Regions from separate parts of the Gasterosteus aculeatus genome. Here all the other regions are linked to region 3. Evidence: chromatin contacts called from public Hi-C data. All regions are on one chromosome and are shown on one strand. The core of a region is the stretch at or near the end of the contact, and the rest is flanking DNA. Distances in the headings are between cores, read along the strand shown. Region 1 has its middle 11 kb from the start of LOC120813991. Region 2 overlaps LOC120812653 (a long non-coding RNA gene). Region 3 holds the start of tle3b (TLE family member 3, transcriptional corepressor b).

Region 1 (3,087 bases), core at 501-3,000, 89 kb after region 3:
CCATTTTGATAATCACACACCAATTTTAGCTCCATCCTGCACCAATGTTGCCCTGTGGGTGGATCTTTGAAGCCCAAACATGAGCCACGGGAGTGTGGGGGGGGGGGGGGGTCTGCTATGAAATAGGCTCAATCTGTCTCCACCTCTCTACCTCCCACAACAAGCCTCAGCCCTTCACTCAAGCTCCACTCTCTTCTCTCAGGGGAAACATGGATGTCAGAGACAGCAGGTGTGAAGTGAGATTAGAAAGCACAGGAAGGAGGAGGAGGAGGAGGAGGACGGATGATAATGGGGAAGGAAGTGAAGAAAAACACAAGGACCGTGTTGACAGTGCCCGGGCCCGTGTCTCACTTTGTATGCAAGCAAGTTATGTTTAAGTTAATTCTGTATGCTCGTGCAGCAGCTGCGCACACACACACGCCACTAATAGCTTTTGTTTCTCCTCGGAGAATCAGCGAGTCATCGGGCCCGTGTGATGGACAGCCTGGTGGCTGGCACCGGTAGATGAAGAAAGCTCCCGGGCCGTCCACTCCTCGGAGAAGCAATTATCTCGTAGCCTCAGCTCCACGCCATGGGCCTGCATGAGAATGAGCCCGAGGCCGGGCCTCAATATCTGGCACACACACACACACACACACACACACACACACACCACACACAGTGAGGGATGAACACCCAGGATCACACATAGGAAAGGAGGGAGGTAAACTAGGACGAGAGGATGTGTCGGTACTGTCCTTCAGTGATCAAGTTTCTTCAAACTGGCCCGCTGGAAGTGCTGAATGTAGCAGCGATGCAGTGTGTCACTGCAGGTTTAAAGCACTTCCACGGCTCCCTGAGGGTGAAATAAATGTAAAATACCTGCGTCTGGGGTGGAACTTCAGGCAGAGGGTCAAAGGAACAGCAGCATTTGGTGAAACACTAAACGATCACGTTGCGTTTATCGTTCTTATCAAATGAATCGAAAACAATATCATCAGATGATGTCATGTTTGGGCTTCGGTAAAATGTAAAACATTTGATTGAAAAGCGGGATAACTGCTGTTTGGAATGAGCAGCAGGCACATTTGGCACATGTAAACAAGCACAGAACCACAGTCAATATTAGCCTGTTTGTTTGTTTGCTTGCCGAGCCGGCGATCACTTACACCGGTGTTCGGTGCCCAGAACAAACAGCCTTGCAGGAGGATGCATCCCAACCAGCTGAAGACGCTTGTACTTCCTGCCCGTTCCTCCTGAGATAAAGCGGCAAACATTTTCCCAGCTGCTCTCTCTGCGTCCTCCGCTGCTCCGCTTCCTCCTGCAGCGCGAATGTGAGCAGGTGTGTAAGAGGTGTCACGAATAAATCTATAGTAGTTCTCCCACATCCCGTTCTATCTTTGATGAAATGTGTTTGTTTGAGGGATTACTACTAAGATACGCTAACGTAAATATTGACCGGGCTGATATCTGCGGCGTTTCTGTGCTTCACCATCTTGTTGATGCTGATGGTGCGTATATCTGGGATCGGACAATACAACAGTCTTCTTATTGATAACGGCCAGCGTGCATCTGGAGCCGGAAGCTTCGTTCCTATGATCCCATTAGGTCAATTAAATCGACCAAACGTTTGCTAGATTTATGGTCACAATCTCAGCAACAAATCGGCGTCTTTGTGCACCGACAGCCGTTCAAAGTAGAGCTTTTCCCTTAAAACACCCGTCAAACAAACCACGGTATCTGTGTTTGTCGTGGCACATCACCAGAGAACACGGAGCCCGGACCACGCAAGTAGAAGAAGTGATCACGGGGCCCTCGACTTTGCTCATGAACCGATGGTCAGTTGCTCGTGTCGGCTGACATCCGACTTCCCGGGAAAACGCAAAACACACACACACACACACCGACTTTCCTCTACAAAGCCCCAACGTCTGTGTTGATTTGCGCCAACAAATGGATAACGTGTGAGAATCTGTGACCCGCGCCGCCGAGCGCCACGGAATCACACCTACAGAGAAACCACGGTAGATCTCCGTCAAACGAGGAGGCCTGAATTCCTTTCTCTTTTGTTTAGTTTTTTCCTTCCCACTTCTTCGTTTTGTCCCACCGCTGTATTGTTGCTGCTGTGCGCCGTGTGGACTTAGCTGACGGGGAGACGACACTTAGCACACAGAGACACACACACACACACACACACACATAGCAACTCCTGCGTCTCCGTGTGTGCTCTGCTAATATTTACACTGCCAGGTCGAACACTGCCGCTATTGAGTTTGGCCATTCAGAATAATGTTTGACTAGCATTAGGACAACAGTGTCTGGGCACTGAGGCCCCTGCGGTAGCAGCGCAGATAGAAAAGGGGAAGACTGGGGACGCGGACTGATGTCATCTTTTCACACCGGTTAAACATTCAGTGAGTCGGTGGAGGTTTTTTTTTTTTTTTTTTTTTGTGTGTTGTTGGTTTTTTTCTTTGTTCTGCCCCTTTGTATGTGTGGAGGCGTGTGGACTGACTAATGCTATGTGGATATAGCATCCGGCTTTGTATTTGTTTCTTGTTCGTCACGATCAAGACAAAGTCGCTCAACGGCGAAGACGGAGCGATTATCGGATTGACGTGCTATAACAAAAAAAAAACAGATCTGACTTGAGGAGGAATTCCTTCGACTTGGTGAAACATTAGCCCGGGGTTTGTGTTAGTTCAGCGGTCGGTTTGTGTTTACGGTCGTCGATAGCCGACAGGCGAAGTTCACTGGCCGCATGTCTGTCATCCTCATCACTGGAGCACGTCGTAAAAGCTCACCAGCGGGTCAATCATTGTCCAGTGCTAAAGTGTCTAGTGTCACACGCTCTCTGGTGGAAGGTGATCCACGGGCGGATAAAGGGCGGCCTGCATAGGGCGCTGGCTTTAATGCACAGGTGGGATCGACAGGTACACAACAAAGAGGAGCCTCTTTCATGGATACCGCTGCCCTCTGCTGGTGATGAATATTCATTATTCACCAGAGTCTGGTAAATCATGTCAATATTGACAACAGCCGAAAGCTATGAAAAATGTGTTTTCCATTCTGGGCGCTATAGGTACTTAAGTTGTGATTGCACACGCCATG
Region 2 (2,842 bases), core at 271-2,770, 73 kb after region 3:
CTTCACGCCGGGGTCCCAGGATTGTTCCCAAAAACAACCGGCAAAGCGATTTCCGAGCAGATGTCTAACTATGTTAACTACTCAAACCTCTCAACTGCTTTCCTTGCAAATTTTTTCCTTTGCTATATTTAATTTCTCTCTTTACCACCACAGGCTTTAACACTGTAGCCAATACTGAATTTATATAGATTAACATAATAAAGAATATTATTTCAGAATGATCCACTCAGACTAATAGAATCCCGGTTTTCTTCATCACTATTAGAATTAGAATTATTGTTGTTTAGTTACAAAATAACGTGTTTTGAGGTTTAAAAGCCAGCGCTTGCTGCTTCAGTCACCCTGGACCGACTAGGTTTACTTTTCCAATCAGCTGCAATACTGGATGATTACCCAGGGGGGGGGGGGCAAAGGCGAGGTAAACGCGGATAAACGCGGCCCTCATATTGAAGTAGAAGCTTGAAGCTTTTCTAAACACGACACATGAGCAACACATGTATACAATGAATGCACGTCATTTTACTGAATCCACATATTGTCGAATTATTATTATTTCATCAAACTACACTCAAAGGGTGTCACGGTGTGGTTTTATATCCGGTCTTATTTTGTAGTTTTCTGCTTCTTGTCTCCCTGGGTAACTTCACTTCCTGCCTTGTCCTGCCATCCCCTGTGATTGTCTGATTGTTTCCACCTCCAATCACCTGCACCTCCTTAGTGTATTTAAGCTGTGTGTGTCTCCTGTCGCTTGTCGCGTCATTGTCTATCGTCCTGGATGTGCCTCGTTCCTGTCTGCCTTTTTGCCCCCCTGTTCCTGTCTGCCTTTTTGCCCCCCCTGTTCCTGTCTGCCTTTTTGCCCCCCTGTTCCTGTCTGCCTTTTTGCCCCCCTGTTCCTGTCTGCCTTTTTGCCCCCCCTGTTCCTGCGTGTGTTTTTGCCACTTGGCCATTTTTGTTTTGGAGTTTAAAACTCTGCATTTGAGTCCTGCCTTCCTACTCAACCCTGACAAAGGGGGCCGCTATCGGATTTAGTTGTTCTTACTCTGCCAGTCCCTTCTGCTCACTTTGTTTCAGCGCCGTGCCAACGGAGGGGAGAGAACTGGCAGAGCAAGTTTAAAAATGTAGTCCAACAACAAGGATTTGTAACTTCATCTTTTAATTGCAAGTGGGTTGATTTTGGCACAGATGACACACAGATTGGTGGTGATGGACGCGCCAAGGCTGTGGGTGTGGCAACACAACAGTTCCTTCTCCAGAAGTACAACGCCATGAACATAAAACCAGCACTCAAAACTTTTCTACTGACATACAAACATTAACGGTGACTCCGGATAGCCGTCGCTGCACCTGCAGTGACTGTCAAGGGCTGGTAGATGAATGTCCCTCCTGCTAAGCTCGATCTGGATTTGTTTGCGCAGCTTCTACCGAGATGTTATCTATCTCATGAAGAATTATGAAAGCGTTCTTGTGGTGACGAAGCCCTGCTTGGAGTTTTAGAGTGAAGGTTCCTTGTAGATGTGCAGATAGAGTGGATGAGTGGGTGGACCAACGTGGGTGATGCATGCACAAACAATGTGAGCAGACAGTAGGTCTGCTCATGTGTAACTGATTGTTTCAGAGAGAAATAAAGCCCAAAACATTCTGAGCTGCGAGGGAGACGTTGAATGTGAGTCTACCCCTCGAGGTGGATGCGTGAAGTTAAGTTGTTCCTTAACTAAAGTAGAATATTAGACACTAACAAACTAAATTTGTTTTGCAACTTTATGTTACTGGAAAGTATTTATTGTGATACTATAGATTGAAAACTGGATCTTGTCGTCAGTATTTTGTTCAATGGGATGAAGAGAAGCTGGCTGAAGTTAACGGAGACATCAGCACCTAAAATGACTGGAACAATGAAAGATTACAGCTTCAGACCCTTGAGAAACAGACACCACAGAGCTACAGGAACACGATTAAACCCAAGCATAAAAAAGAAAAATAGTGAGCAACTGTTACTAGGTGTTGAGTCGGTGAAGCTCCTCCAGAATCAAACTAGCCAAGCAATCAAAAACGTCACAAAATATATCTTAAACCTTAAACTGGGGCTGCTGGGATTGTGACAGAAAACTCATTTTCACATCTGTTTCAGCGGCTTAACAAATCTAAATGGGTCTCCTGAAGCTCTGTTCTGGGACCGGTTCAATAATTCATTGGATCTGAGCTCAGGACGTCACCTCCACCGCCTCAGGCTTCTTGGCCACGACCGGCGCTCGGGCCGGGATGGCCGCCTTCTGCCATTAGCACGGCTCTGATCAGATTTACGGTTGGGCCTTTGGCCAACAGAGAGGCCCGGAGAAGGAGAGTCCTGGCCGCCATGGCTGAAGCACACGGGGGGGGGGTCATTTAGCAGGCTGCAGTGACCACTGATGCACCGCACTTAGCATGCCGCCGTCATTCGGGCACACGGTGCGTGATGCCCCCGCCAGGAAGAGAAGCAGTGCAGGTGGCTCAGCACGTGAGAACAAGCCCTTTTGATTTCCCCTCTAAATACCCTGGTACACCCACTGATATTTGTTATTTTAGGCATCAATGATGGAGGTCAGTATAGTGAAGGTTTCATGTAACCGTGTCTGGGCCCAAAGAGCAAATCAACGCCGACTAAAGAGGAAACGATGATGTCACAGAAGGAGGGATTGGAGGGAAGAAAATCAAAAGATAGAGAGTGTGTCGAGCGGCGGCGACCCTCCCACAGCCCTACCTGTGGTGGAACAGATTGGACCCGCTGCAGCGCGTTCTGATTGCCGCGGCGCTTGAGCGTCAGCTGACAGATGGCTGCCTGCAAGCAGCCCGGTGCGGCGGGCCG
Region 3 (3,145 bases), core at 598-3,097:
ATACATATATGTATATATATATATATATATATATATATATATATATATATATATATATACATATATGTATGTATGACGTTAGATAGAATTCCTGATTATATGTTTTGAGAACGACTCTTGTATATGATCAAGAACATTTTGTAGGTTATTGCAAATCAATGCTCGCCACCAGCAGCTGAGAGAACTAATAAAGTTCCATCAGGAAGCCCTGAATTTGAGAAGTGTTAAACGTGTTGTTGCTGAGTTTACGCTCTGTTCCTGCTAAAAGGTTCCGTGATTACAACGACACGACTACTATAAAATAAATTATAAATAGGGAAGATTTTGTGTGAAACTTCTTCTCTCTCTTCGCAGCTTGCTGACATGCCCTCAGTCCATTAGTTTTTATCCCAACTCCCATGTCAGAGCATCTGCAGGAGGGATACATTTGTTGCTAAGCAACAGCTAAATCTTGCAGTATACTCGCTACAGTTATGTTCAAAAATTCTTGGACTTCTAAGCTTTGGGCACTTCTTTATTCGACACATAATATTGAATTTAGTTGAGGTCTCGGGTTTCCTCTGCATTTTAAAAATACCTCGCATTAAAGAATTGAATCGGAGTGAGATACACGTTTTTATCATTGGACAAGTTGTAAACATTAATTCAAAAAGAATTCACATTTTCAAATATCCTCGAGTCGCTGGCCAATATTAATTTAACATTTTGTGACATATCCTTCACAGACTGTAGTTGACGTTTCCTGTTAATTTCCCTGCCGACGTCAACACGCATTTTTAAAGATTACACTTTCAAAAATAATTTCAGGAAAAAAAATGAGCGCAGGACCAAACGTGTGAAACAAGCTCATGTTTGAGCGCGGTAAAAGCTTTGTTTTGCAGCAAATGTTTTCGTGGGGGAGGGGGTTGAAGAGGGGGGAATCAAACTGATATTTAGCCCCTACTGGCTTTTTTTTTCTCCCTGCTTTTGTTTTATGCAAGGCTCTTTTTACCACATGGTAGTGACAGATTGTTTGAGCTGAAAGGAAAAGCCATTCAAAGCTAATTAAGCAGCCATTCCAGGCACTATTCGCAGGCAGGAGGGAGAGTAGCACAGGCATTTGTCAGCGCCGTACCCAACGTGGGTTTAATTGACAACCCTGCCTCCTGACTGACAGCTTTCCAGCCTCTCGGCCAATTGGAAGGCACGCAGGGAGACGGCTGTGATGCCATTGGCTGGAGAGCAGTGAAGAGCCAGGAAGCGGACCCACGTGGGGCCGGGCAAAGAGAGCAACACTTGATAGGCTGAAATCCGCAAGCGCAGACGTGTTGCAGCCTACCTAGTGGTGCCGATAGGGAAGCTTGTAGATGCTTGAGGTCTCGTTAGAAATAGGTCGATCAATTGAAGTCAATCAAAGCACACGGCTGTAGATTAAGCGGTATTCACATCTTCTACGCACTTTAGGTCTCAAATAGAATTCTACGAGCTCTCATTTTTCAGGATTTCAATTTCTCTGTCTTTCCTTGATTTAGGATGCAGACAGTGTGATCTTCCTATTCTAGATTTTGAACCGTTCAGGGTCGGACTTAATGCTTTTCAGGAGGCTACATTCTGGATTTGGTTAGTGGGGTTATTTATTTGTATACCCCCAGCAAAACGTCTCTGAACCTACACCCACAGTTTTGAAACGCCGGTAGAAACACACTAATATATAAATAATCGTCTTTTGTTTTGAACAAGTTGTCGAAAGCACCGAATGTCACTGCAAATTCAAAATGGCGAACGTGTGTGAGGTCACGTACCGCGGGCCTATCAATGCGCCCGCGCGCCGTTCCCCCCACGTGGGGGACACCGCGATGTGATTGGCCGGTGGCGCTAAACTCCTCCGAAGAACCCCATTGGCCAACGCGGGGCCCTCTCTCGGTTCGTCGTGTCAGTGCACAGTCTGTGTGTGGTACAGCGCGCGACGGAGGAACCGGGTTTACCCACCAGTGAGCTCGTGGTATATTTCACAACGGCCGACATTTTTCACGAGAAGGAGCCGTTTATCCGCCACAAAACAACACATTTTGGACTTACTGGAAGACTCCCGTCCGACCCTTTGGATTCTAATATTCTTTCGAGTTTGTATGCCGTCGACAACTAGTCTCGATCGAGGGGTTTCCAACGTCCGACCGGACGGAGAGACGCTCTCCGCCTCGGGATCACCTTTTTAAAGGACTCTCACGGGGGGCGAAGAAGTGAAAAATACAAACCGCGACGGACATTTGTCCGTATCGTTCCGTGGTGACGGCTACACGTGAAGGATAATACGATTTTTGTTTCTGGATAGTACATATTTTCTTCACCTGTGAGGAGGGGAGGAATCCGCCCAGACAAAGGTAAAAAGGGCGACATGAGGAGAGCCGCTAACGAGACTCCGTCGTGGTGCGGCTTTATGGCAGCCGACTTCGAAAGCCGCAGCTCCTTGTCTTTTTCTCATGGCTTTCAACCCCCCCCCCCCCACGGATCAGCAAAAACGACCCGTGTTACGTCTGTGTTCTTGTTCCCCTTTGTGGAAGTCAACTCGTTAGAATTGCGAGAATCTCAAAGCGTCGTGTTGTTGAGGTTGTGGGGGAAAAAAGGTCAACTTCGGGATTAATTTTACCCTCTTTGTCATCCAAATCGATTCGACAATTTATTTTGCATAAAATGGGGATTATGAGGTAAAATAATAAAAAAAAACGTCATTTCCCAATTAGTATTTTTCTAAAGACATTTAATTTTTAACATCGGCCAACGAGTAGGCTCCCATCCGCCCGGTTAAGTTCACGATACAGCTTTTAACTCTTAACACCCGAGGAGCTCCGGCCGCCTGCGGCGAAAGTGCTTCAGCTGCTCAGCCGTCCCTCGTTCTTTCTCCCCGCGTAGGTTCAAAGGAGAGGCCGAGGAGGGGACGCTCCAGCGCGCGCCCCGCCGCCCAGAACAGCGCTTTTGTCCGCCGCCATCCTGCGTGTACAGGGGAGGGGTGGCGGTGATTTACCGCACCTTCACCGGCACTAAGGAAGGAAGGAAGGAAAGAAAGGAGAAGGGGGAAAAACACCGAATCCACTCGTGCAAAAGGACGCGACATGTATCCCCAAGGCCGGCATCCGGTAAGTAGCTGCCTTTTTTTTGTGGCCATTGT

Evidence for each region. Hi-C and Micro-C count contacts between places; a contact is called where the count stands out from the background.
Region 1: a contact with region 3 is called in a Hi-C map of liver, with 2.6 times the contacts expected there. The contact joins the enhancer-like site here to the promoter of tle3b in region 3. A contact is called at or near these places in 4 of 6 Hi-C or Micro-C datasets (liver, skeletal muscle and whole body).
Region 2: a Hi-C map of skeletal muscle shows a contact between it and region 3, with 2.2 times the contacts expected there. The contact joins the enhancer-like site here to the promoter of tle3b in region 3. A contact is called at or near these places in 3 of 6 Hi-C or Micro-C datasets (skeletal muscle and whole body).

Annotation. Positions count from the first base shown.
Region 1 is chr12:20,558,636-20,561,722 of fGasAcu3.hap1.1, forward strand. No RefSeq gene overlaps it. Among protein-coding and RNA genes, the nearest start is that of LOC120813991, 11 kb to the left of the region's middle. Within about 2 kb of position 1,751, at least 3 of the 9 cell types and tissues checked have open chromatin away from gene starts, as enhancers often do. A contact at or near this core is called in liver, where this site is marked.
Region 2 is chr12:20,542,786-20,545,627 of fGasAcu3.hap1.1, forward strand. The region is part of intron 1 of LOC120812653 (a long non-coding RNA gene); the gene reads left to right. Among protein-coding and RNA genes, the nearest start is that of LOC120812653, 3.4 kb to the left of the region's middle. Within about 2 kb of position 1,521, at least 2 of the 9 cell types and tissues checked have open chromatin away from gene starts, as enhancers often do.
Region 3 is chr12:20,469,351-20,472,495 of fGasAcu3.hap1.1, forward strand. tle3b (TLE family member 3, transcriptional corepressor b) reads left to right here and starts at 1,848. Exons shown (of 21, transcript XM_078085653.1): 1 at 1,848-2,360; 2 at 2,890-3,113. The coding sequence starts at 3,090.